2 separate regions of the Rattus norvegicus genome follow, and region 1 is linked to region 2. The links are chromatin contacts, called in public Hi-C maps. All regions are on one chromosome and are shown on one strand. The core of a region is the stretch at or near the end of the contact, and the rest is flanking DNA. Distances in the headings are between cores, read along the strand shown. Region 1 overlaps Arap1 (ArfGAP with RhoGAP domain, ankyrin repeat and PH domain 1). Region 2 holds the start of Atg16l2 (autophagy related 16-like 2).

Region 1 (5,267 bases), core at 1,399-3,898, 74 kb before region 2:
AAGCAAGTCCTGAGGGTTTTGTCTCTGACATCTGAAGCTGAGTGGACAGGGCCAGGAGGCAGGATCTGAATGCTGGTTTCCTCTCTGGGGTGGAGTGGCTTTGGGCAAGTTTCCCTGCAGCCAATTCATAGGCATGGGCTGAAATAGTCAATGTTACAGATGCAGAGGTAAAGTGGGGTCTTCAGGATGTGTGTGAGCCTGCCTCTAAAAGCCCTCAGTTTGACCAGGCAGGAAGGAGGGAGCCCCATCTTTCCTTGTTTTCTGGTTTGCTTACAGCTTTTCTGTAGCCTAGAAGACTATCAGCCTCTTGCTTGTCACCATCCCCACAGATGGGATGACAGGAATTAAGGAGAAGGCTTTGGAGTGATGCGCTCAGGGTCCCTGAGCTCTATGGCCAGTCTGAACCTAGGCCTGCTCACATCATCTGAAGACGTCCAAGCTCAGCACCCACAGTGTGAAATCCCCTGGCATCACTGGCCTTTCCTCTCCATGACATGTCAAAGGGGCCTATTAGGTACTGCTTGCCAGGCGTTCAATAGTAAAGGAAACACTGACGAAGATCCCACAGCCCTAGGAGAGCTGACATTCTAATGGTGCCTGGCAGCATATGCACACACATATGTGCACAGTGACTCACACTTGACAGTACACAAACACTAAACGTGCCAATCTGCTTACCCAAACAGCATCTGCACACTATTAACAATGCGAACTGGCACTGCCAGCCCCACAGCAGCAATACGCTCAGGCTTGTGCATATGCCTACTCAGCCCGGGGGACCCGGATATACTGACCTGTCACCCGTACAGATCCCTGTACCTATTAGGACCAAGCATGGCCACCTGTAGAACCAACACAAATATGCACCACCCTGACAGCTGGCCAAATGTGCATATGTGTACCTACACATGTGTACAGACATGCAGACAGGCAAAACACCCATACACATAAAGTAAAAATTAAAAACAAAACAAAACAAAACCAGTGGCTGGAGAGATGGCTCAGAGAGCACTGAGTGCTTTTCCAGAGGTCCTGAGTTCAATTCCTAGTCAAATTCCCAGATGGTTCACAACCATACGATGCCCTCTTCTGGTATGTCTGAAGACAACGACAGTGTACTCATATACATATTTTTTAAAAAACCTAAAGCCTTTGTCTATCCATGAGCTGAGGACCGCAGATGCCTACGACTATCGAGGCCTCATCCCCAGGACAAAGGACGCCAGGCCTGGCACCACTTTGCCCTAAGGAATGGCCCCAAACTGTGCAAATCAAGATGTCTCTTTGCAACCTGTGGCTCCACATCCAGGAGTCAACAAACTGCAGATCCAAAAGTGTGCAGCAAACCCACATCTATCCTGAATACATGAGGCTTCTTTTCCTTGTCCCTATTCCCTGACAAATCCGGTATGGTAGTTATCTACAGACAATTCGCAGTGTATGTGGCACTGTAAGTAATGCCCAGAAGATTTGTAGTACAAGAGATGGGGCTGGAAACACAGACCAGTGGGAAAGAGCTTGCCTAGCATATGCACAGCCCTGAGTTTGATCGACCCTAAAGCACAGAAAAACAAACAAACAAACAAACAAACAAGGCAAAAAAGCATGAAGAATGCATACAGATTTCTTGCAAGTATTACACCATTTTATAATTTGCCCCAACCCCATTCCTACTGAGGGGCCAGATGTCTTATTTAGAGGCCTTGACTCCCCCCATACACTAGCCAAGTACCTGTGTCCGGACTGTAGCTCTGAGAGTGGGCCTTGTATCCTGGGGCCCAGGGCTGTGGGCATGATTTTTATTTACCCTGAAGGTTTCCTGAACAGGTACAAGTGTCAGGAGACCCACAGAGGGCCCAGATAGGTCAGACAGGGCATCAAGGGCAGAGGGCAGAGGGCAGAGGGCAGAGGGCAGAAACCCCATCCTTGTTTTTTTCCTGATTTACTTACACCTTGGTCTATACCCTAAAATCTTATCCCAGGTGAATTCTTCCCCTTGTCCTCTTCTGAAGGCCTCTCCCTTCCCAAAACATCTCCAGAGGGTCAGCCTGGTGAAGTGGAAACTTAAGGGTTTCTTTGGAAAGTCAGTTGTGTCAGATGGTGCTTTGCTGGGGCAAACATGTAAAAGAGTGTTTTCCTGAAGCAGACACAGGTAAAAAGACATTTTGCTAAAACAGACAGGTAAAGGAATCTTTCACTGGAGCGGACACGGGTGAAAGGACGTTCTGCTAAAGCAAGCACGTGAAAGGGTGCGTGATGACGGATTCTTTGCTAACCACAGACACGTATTCTCGTCCACCTTACATAGCATTGTTGAGCTCTATTTGTCACCAAGAAAGACACCAAAAATCTTCTCAGAGGATCCTGTGGCTTCTTGCCGCTTCCACAGACTTGGGACAATTGACCGGGTGATGTCAGCAGATACAGACTGGTGTAGAGTTTTTGAAGATAGACTCATGTGAAGACACACGGTGAGGTAAGACCCGTGGAAGACACGTGACGTTTGGAGTCATAAATAGGAATTATACATAGGGCTCAATGGACAGTGACAGGGGCTTGACTTGCTTTTTACAGTGCTTCTTGTTCTCTGCTTCACTGAGAGGCACAGCCAAGAATTTCCCGTGTCCCTCCTGCTGACTCATGCCGATTCGGCTGAGGCCTGGCTGTCCCTGCTGGGTCAAGCCACCGCTGCCCATTCATGTTTACTATCCTGGCTCTACCAAACTGGACTGCTAATATATTTGTAAAATGTTCACGGGTAGATGGAGCTGCCGCCGGTGATTTCTGTAAACTGGACTGCTGATTCCTAACAACGCACGCAGATGAGATTTGCTCCAGAAAACAATTTCTAAACAGGTCCACTGCTCCTATATACTAATAACCTTTCTTTTCCACTACCTCTGGTATATGGTGGGCTTGAAGGGAGGTTAAAACGTTTAAAAAAACCATCATTAAAATTAAGGTAAAAAAATTAAAACCTACACTCTGGGTTGGGAGAAGGAAGGAGAGAACGGATGTGGGGTGGTATATCCAGGGTATTCCAGCAACTTTGAGTCTGCTTTGGCTCACCCTCATTCTCTCTCTCTCTCTCTCTCTCTCTCTCTCTCTCTCTCTCTCTCGTCTCTCTCTTTGTCTCTGTCTGTCTCTGTCTCTGTGTCTCTCTCTGTCTCTTTCTCTGTCTCTCTCTGTGTCTCTCTCTGTGTGTGTCTCTCTCTGTCTCTGTCTCTCTGTCTCTCTCTGTCTCTGTCTCTCTCTTTGTCTCTGTCTCTCTCTGTCTCTGTCTCTGTGTGTGTCTCTCTGTCTCTTTGTCTCTGTCTCTGTGTATGTCTCTCTCTGTCTCTTTCTCTGTCTGTCTCTCTCTCTGTGTCTCTGTCTCTGTCTCCGTCTTTCTCTGTCTCTCTGTCTCTCTCTGTGTGTCTCTCTCTGTCTCTCTCTCTGTCTCTGTCTCTGTCTTTCTCTCTCTGTCTCTCTGTGTCTCTCTCTGTCTCTGTCTCTCTGTCTCTGTCTCATGCTTGCACTCTCCCCTGCATGCAGGAGAATGGCCATTAGAGGGTGCAATAGCACCAAGAACAATGAATCTATACTGTGGTAACAGGGTCCTGAGGATGCAGGAAAAACATCTTGTGCTTTTTTTCCCCATCAAGTACATCTCATAACTTTAGACCCGGTTTGGCCTAGAAGGTCCCCTGACTCAATGCTACTCTCCCATGGAGAAAACCTCACAGACTTTCCCCGCAAGTGTGTTCCCTGCCCCCACTTCCCATCGCTACCACGTACCTGCATGGACCCAGTTAGCCCTTCCCTCCATGCCCCAAGCTCCAGGATCCCAGCTTGAAATCAGAACACAACCCCCACCTCCCACAGAAGGCTGCAGAGATCAGCAGAATCCCCAACACCATCCAGCAGTGACAAGGACAAGAGACCTGTGACAGCACATCCCTTTAAAAATCCAGCGGAACTTCATTCCCCCAAATATATGACAGCCTGTCTTTAGATGCCTCTCTGGCTGGCACCAGAGCAAACAGCTGAAAGGGAGGAAGAAGTGGAGAGCCTGTAGAAAGAGGGAAAGCTCGGGGAAGCATGGAGGAGACTAGCTAGGGAGAGGAGAAGGGATTATGAAGAGAACAGAGAGTAAGCAGGCTGCAGATCAGACAGGTCCTGGGATTTGTCAAGTGCAGCATTGGGGGTAGGGAGTAGTATGATTGACAGAAGTACTCCCCAACCCCATACCTGAGCCTCCATCCCAGAGCTCCATCTTTCTCCACACCTCATCTTCTAGTGCCAGGGTGCACCCTGGTCTCACGGGTCAGGTGCCCCAACAAACTCACATATCTCCCAAACTTTCTCCCTTCCTGGGCCGCCCTCAGTGATGGCGCCACCTCCCACTTGCTGGTTTAGACACCTGGGGGCCACTGTGGCTCCCCTGCACGGATCCAGGTATCCTTAAGTCCTGGCTATTCTTAGGTCCATCCCTCACCCCACTCTGCCCCAGCCTGGCCCTGCTCTCTTCTCTCTAAACTTTCAACCCTGGCTCTTCCACACTCTAGGACCTCCCACCCACGAGCTGTGACGTCACTCACCTGGTCTGCGGATAGGGGGGCCCGGTTCGAGGAGGTACAGGAGGAAGGCTCGGTTCTACTGAGTGCCTCTTGGCAGGCAGTGGGGGCAGAACAGGATCTGGGGGTGCTGTGGATGGTGGAGTGAAGCAGGCAGGTGGGAGGCAGCTCCTGCGGGGTGGAATGGGTGGAGCAGCAGGCAGACCCTGGTCCTCTCCAGCTGTGGGTGGCGGCTCAGGTGGAGTGACAGGCACAGGTGGTGACCGGAAGATGTGTCGCTTCATCGGCACAGGTCGTGGGGCAGGGCGAGGCACAGGGACCGGCGGGGGTGCATGGGCACGGTGCAGACCAGCCAGGATACGGCGGCGGTGGCCAGGGAGGTTCATGCCCATGTCCACCAGGCTGGCATCGCTGAGGCCTTGGCACTCAGTGGCCCACACCAGTCCATGCTGCTCAAAGAGTGCTGTGTACTGCTCCAGGTGCAGTGCCCGCAGCCACTCCGCTACTGACAGTGCGGCATCATGGCCCTCCGCCATGGCTTCTGGCTGCAGAGGTCCAGGGCTAGGCTCAGATCTGAAACAGAAGGTTGCAGGTAAGAGGTACAGCAACCGGGATCATGGCCAGCAGTGTCCCTCTGCGAGCTTCCACACTATGCCAGTCGGAATCTTGAATGTCATGATCTCAAATGCAGAATTCCAAAAGATTGAAATC
Region 2 (5,731 bases), core at 2,729-5,228:
GGCAAGTGCCATTACAAGGGGCTTAGACTTGTCTGACTAGGCTAGAACAACTTAAAACACTGACATCCACTGGGTTCTGCCTCTGTCCATTATGCTTCTGCACATCCTTTTGGAGGACCTCGCTTACTTCCATCCATCTGCTTAGGACTCTCAGACCCCAGACTCAAGCCTTTCTCCAGTACTGAGGACGTCTTCTTCAGGTCTACCCACAAGTTCCTCTGCGTATTCAAAACTCTCTTCTTGGCTGACCTTTTCTTCGGTTGGAGGAAGATCGATATTCACTGAGGTACTGACCACCTCAGGGTATGGGATGGGTGCGCACGCTCCTCACCAATAACAGCTTATTTTTTCATGGGTGTGATCAAACTGTAGCAATTCAGACATCTGATCAATGTCCTAAGACCTGGAAAGTCGGGAAGGTGGAAATGCCCTGATGTGTTTCCTGTCTCCTCATCCTTCCACAGAGAGTTGAGTTTCTTTCTTCCTTTCTTTCTTCCTTCCTTTCTTTCTTTCTTTCTTTCTTTCTTTCTTTCTTTCTTCCTTCCTTCCTTCCTTCCTTCCTTCCTTCCGTTCTTTCTTTCTTTCTATGATTTATTTATTTTCCTTCCTTCCTTCCTTTCTATGATTTATTTATTTTATACACGTGGGTACACTGTAGCTGTCTTCAGACACACCAGAAGAGGACATCAGATCTCATTACAGATGGTTGTGAGCCACCATGTGGTTGCTGGGAGTTGAACTCAGGACCTCTGGAAGAGCAGTCAGTGCTCTTGTCCACTGAGCCATCTCTCCAGCCCGAGAGTTGAGTTTCAAAGTGAAGGTCTCATGTCTCTCTTCCACTTTGATCTCCCATGGAGTCTACCTTGAAGTCCATTCAGTGTCTCCACCTTATCCAGTCCCCACATGCTCTGTGTGTGTTTCTGGGAATCTGTCTCAGGGCTTTGGGCAAGTCAGGCTCACATTCTACCTCTGAGCTCTATTCCCCGCCTCAACACCCTACCCTTCAGGGGCTTTGGGAGTCGCACAGACATCTGCCTTCACGAAGCCTAGAGGCCTTCTTCAGGGCTCATTTAAAAAGCTCTGCAGAGCGGCAAGGAGTGTGGCCTGTGTGTAGCTAGGGGAAGGGATGAGTAGGGACAAAGCTTTGCTTTCACTCTCCCTGGTTTTCTCTTGCTTCAGATCAAAGCCAGAGTCTTGTGCGTGCTAGGCAGGTGCTTTGCCCCAGCTCTCCCCACCCCCATCTCTCTCGAACACTCCTTTAAACAACTTCAGAGGTCGACTTACTTGTCAAACACCCTCTTGTCACTCCATCTTATCACACCGCTGCTACTGTACTTCATTGGAACAAATCTGTATTCCTCATATCTATATAGCCTTGACCCAGTGTCTACAGTTCCTCTTCCTCGCCCATTTTATAGCATTAGTCACTATGGAATGATCCTGAAATTTCAAGTTTTTCCCCCTGGAGGGAAGAGACAAGAAGTTTCTGTTCATGCTATCTTGAACAGTCTTCCCTTTTAAGGACTGGTCAGCCCTGGGTGCACACACTATTCTAGGGTGCGGCTGTGGGTATCACCCTAAAGTCATGTCAGAGCCCATTACCCAACAATAGTATTAAGAGCTGTTGACATTTAGAAAGTAAATCATGTGAGCTCCAGCCTCGTAGGTGGAACTGATGCCATTGTGTGAGAGATTTGAGGCCAGACTGTGTGGCATGTTATCCCAGAACTAGGGAGGTGTGGTCAGTATGAGGCCTTTATCGCTGAGGTAAAAAGGTGGGCGAGTCAGGAATAGAGCTCAGTGGTAGAGTACTGGGATTAAAGGCATGTGCCACTACTGCCCATCTTTGAAATAAAAATTTAAGGGTACAGCCCACTACTAGGCTTCCCCATGCCCCAGTGGATGACTCTGCAGCCGTCCACATAGCAGGAGTACTGACTGACTGCGGTGGGCTGAAAGGTTTTTTTTTTAATAAATAAATAAAAATAAAACTTAAGAGCTGGAAGTATGGCACCACATTCTTTGGATCCTCTACCATTCAAAGATGACAAAATTATTTTAAAAATTTGAGTAGCATTTTGTGAGTCCAAAAGGCATTAAGTGTGCTGAGAAGATGGCTCAGCATTTAAGAGCGGATAACGTCTGAGGCCCTCGCTGAGGACGAGTCTGATTCCCAGCATCTGCATTAGCTGGAAGACTATCTGTAACTTTAATTCCAGGGGTTCTGGTGCCTTTAGACTTCATAAGCACCTGCACCCATGCATGCCTGTGTGATGAGTGTGCATGTGTACACGCACACACACACACACATGATTAAAAAGAAATCTTTTAAAATTATTAGAAAATCTTGCCCCGGCGTTGGGGATTTAGCTCAGTGGTAGAGCGCTTGCCTAGGAAGCGCAAGGCCCTGGGTTCGGTCCCCAGCTCCGGAAAAAAGAACCAAAAAAAAAAAAAAAAAAAAAAAAAAAGAAGAAAATCTTGCCCCAACATGACTTCCTACTTAAAGATGCAGCACACTATGTAGGACGGGGGTGGGGTAGGCAGGCTGTCGTCACAGAAGCCCGTGTAGAGCCCAGGACGTGCATGCTCCTGAATATGATGTGTGAGCAGAGCCAGACTCCCAGCAGGAACACTGGGGACAGAACAGTGCAAAGGCAGGCAGTATTCAAGACAGACACATGGGGGACTAAGGTCAGTTCACAGTGTTTCGGGACAGGGTCTTGTAACCCGAGCTAGCTTGGAACTCACTCTGTACCCCACGCTGGCAGCTTCACTGTGGCTTCAAAGTAGAACAGACACACTCTCCCGGGTGTCACTTGCCATCACTGTTTTCTAAGTCCTGGAACAGACCCCCATCAGTATCTCAAGACTTGTAACCTCCAGACAGGCCTGGAGAGCTGTCTTATATTGCCCCCCACCCCCTAAGGATCACCAGGTCTGCCTTCACTAACTGAGGACAGGGCCTGCTGAACCTTCCTCAGTATGTCACGTTGTGAGGCTGTCATACTGAATCTCTCCTGCCATTCTTTACCACAGCCTGTATCTGTAGAGACAACTTCATTACAATTCCCGGTGAGCCCAGATTTCCTGTCAAATGTACTCATAAGATATGTCTGTGCTATCCAACACTGGGTTGCTGGCTACCTCAGAAACCTACTACAATCCTGCTGCAGATAAGGAACCCCTTCTCTCCTCTGAGCCTGGGGTTTTCCAGATAAACGGAGCCCTTTCTTAGAGCCCTAAATTTTGCTACCAACCGTACCTCTAAATCTTGCTCCTCCAAACAACTCTGCTTCCTGTCCAAACAACTCTGAAACGCTGGACCTTGAATCTAGGCCCTCGCGGAGGTTTAGCAAGAACCTTATTGCTGAGCTACTCCCACCACCCGCCTGCATTGGTAATTTTCATATCATCGGACCTGTTCACTTGTTCTTTCCGGGGCTTAAGAGTCCTTTTGTCTCCTCTCCCTCTGGGTAACGGTCTTGACCTTAGTTGATCTCTCATATACTCCCACTCAACAGTCACCATGTGGGTGATCGTGGGGCTCCTCCAGACAGTCTTTTCTGTTAGACTGCTTGTGCCTGGTGCTTGTCCCTGTGCAGCTCAGGGATGGTGGCAGGGTCTTCCCTGCGGGGAACTCAAGTGCGTCCAGCATCCTCAGCTTCTGACGCTGGTCCAGGCTCAGTGAGGTTAAGGAAGACGACTCCGAGGCCCCGCCCTGGACGCGCTCACAGGCGTCAGGGAGGCTGCGATCTCTGCTGCTTAGCCCGGGGACCGAAACTCGCTTCCTTGGGGCTGAAGGTTTTGGTCGGCCGCAGCAGCATCTGCTTTGAGATGTCCAGATCTCCCCGACAAACGCTCTTGGTACAGACCGGGGATTCCCCGCCGCTGCCGCCCTGACGTCATGGAGTCCCCGGGAGGCCCCGCCCCGCATGATCGGGCTGGAGCGGTGCGCGGCCGCTAGGGACTCAGCGGCCATGGCGGGACCCAGCGCCCCCTGCGATCCCTGCGCGCCCGTTGCCGCCTGGAAGCGCCACATCCTGCGACAGCTGCGGCATCGGGACCGCACGCAAAAGGCGCTCTTCTTGGAGCTAGTGCCGGCTTGTGAGTGCGTCCTCGGGGGCTCAGGGATGACTGGCTTTGAGGAGGTGGGGCTCCCTGCTTGGAGAGAGGGCTTGTCCCGCGGCTCGACTTGTGACTCAGGACAGCGGCGCCGGCTCAGTTCCCGAGGGCCTTGCATCCAGGAACCTGTTACGCCCCTCTCCCGGACAGGTCGAGTCGCTGCCTGCAGTTTCCAGCCCAGGTGCCGCTTAGCCTTCAAGACTCAGCTCTGCCTCCCTTGAGTATCCTAGACACAAACAAGCTCTGTCTCGGTGCTGGTTTTGTCGAATGCCCCTTTCAGGCAGTCCCTAGGGCAGGGCCTGGTCAGTCCGTTTGGTCCCAGAGTCCAGTTAAGGAAAGCAGGCGTGTCCAGAGCAGCCATGGTAGCTGAAAGGAAGGAGCGAAAGACTCTGGTACGTTCTGCTCAGGATAGGTTATCCTGTTGTACGTTCGTGGAGCACCTCAGTGTCTAGCGGATCATATCGAAGGGGCCCCAGGTTTCTTTAGGTTGCTTGTCGCACCAGCGGAAGTTAAACTCTCATGTGGTTATTTCTGGGCAGTTTGGCCAGGAGGGGGTGTGGCGCTGCAAGCCGAGGAACACTGAAGTGCATCTGTATCTACTGCCTTTTGGTCAACTGTCACTTTGTGTTTGAGGTTGAAAGTCTAACCATGCTCCCTACTGCTTCCTCACCTGGTGCTAGTTTTGATGCACCCACGCAATTAGACTTGTTTTCCTTGGAACTTTGTAAGGGCTGGCCCTCTCGGGGTTGTATACCTCTACCTCCAGACAGCCTCACCTCTCCAACTGCTCTGGTGGTCAGTGGGACTGTCGGTTTGAGGGAGGGACCATCCCGGAGAACCGTATGGGAGCAGCAACACTGGGGACCTAGAGAGACCCAGGTCTGTGGTTTTGGGTAGTTCAAGTCCTTTAACCTCAGATTTCTTACTTGCAAATGAGGCACCTTGTTTGCCGAGGCTGGGGGTGCTTGCAATGCCTTGGGGTCTATGGTGGAGTTTTGAGGATTAGTCGGGGCCCAGGGACCTCAGTCCTGGTAATAGTGAAGTAAGGGAGATGAGGATCTGGCCGGAGTTTTGCAGCCCCAGTCTGCCTGGAACTGGTTTAAGAAAACAAACAAACAAACAAACAAACAAACAAACAAAAAACCAGGAAGGGATGTGGATGAGGGAGTCCGAGGTCTAACCACCTAACTTAAGACGATTCATTAGATAACTGCTCAAGGACTTTCAATATTGACCTGGGAGAAGCTCTTGGGTGGAAGTGAGAATTACTTCATTGTAAACCTTGAGGCCTCAAAGGGGAAGTGACTTGCTGGATGCCTTACACAGGTGGTTTTGTTTGTTTCAACACGCTCAGTATCCAGACTTTGTCTCTGGCAGAGGTGAATTAATCCCAGCCCCTTGCTTTCCTTCTGTCTCTCTTCAAGTGATACCTAGCTATGTTTGTCCCCAGCATTGGTGGTCTTTCTGTTCTTATCTCCTGGGTGGGCTTATGGGCTGTGAAGAGGCTTTGCCAGACACAGATATCCCCCAGGAAGGGGCAGAGCCCAGCTTCCAGGGGCTTCCCTATACCCAGGACCCCTGGGCTCCTGCAGCCATCCCAACTTGAGGT

Evidence for each region. Hi-C and Micro-C count contacts between places; a contact is called where the count stands out from the background.
Region 1: a Hi-C map of the A7r5 cell line shows a contact between it and region 2, with 2.4 times the contacts expected there. The contact joins the enhancer-like site here to the promoter of Atg16l2 in region 2. A contact is called at or near these places in 10 of 12 Hi-C or Micro-C datasets (the A7r5 cell line, the Rat2 cell line, Schwann cells and 5 more).

The regions. Positions count from the first base shown.
Region 1 is chr1:165,186,127-165,191,393 of GRCr8, reverse strand. Arap1 (ArfGAP with RhoGAP domain, ankyrin repeat and PH domain 1) reads right to left here. Exons shown (of 35, transcript NM_001427363.1): 3 at 4,581-5,129. The coding sequence starts at 5,092. Among named protein-coding and RNA genes, the nearest start is that of Arap1, 28 kb to the right of the region's middle. Within about 2 kb of position 2,648, at least 7 of the 93 cell types and tissues checked have an H3K27ac peak or open chromatin away from gene starts, as enhancers often do. A contact at or near this core is called in the A7r5 cell line and liver, where this site is marked.
Region 2 is chr1:165,113,476-165,119,206 of GRCr8, reverse strand. It overlaps Atg16l2 (autophagy related 16-like 2), which reads left to right and starts at 3,978. Exons shown (of 18, transcript NM_001191560.1): 1 at 3,978-4,104. The coding sequence starts at 3,978.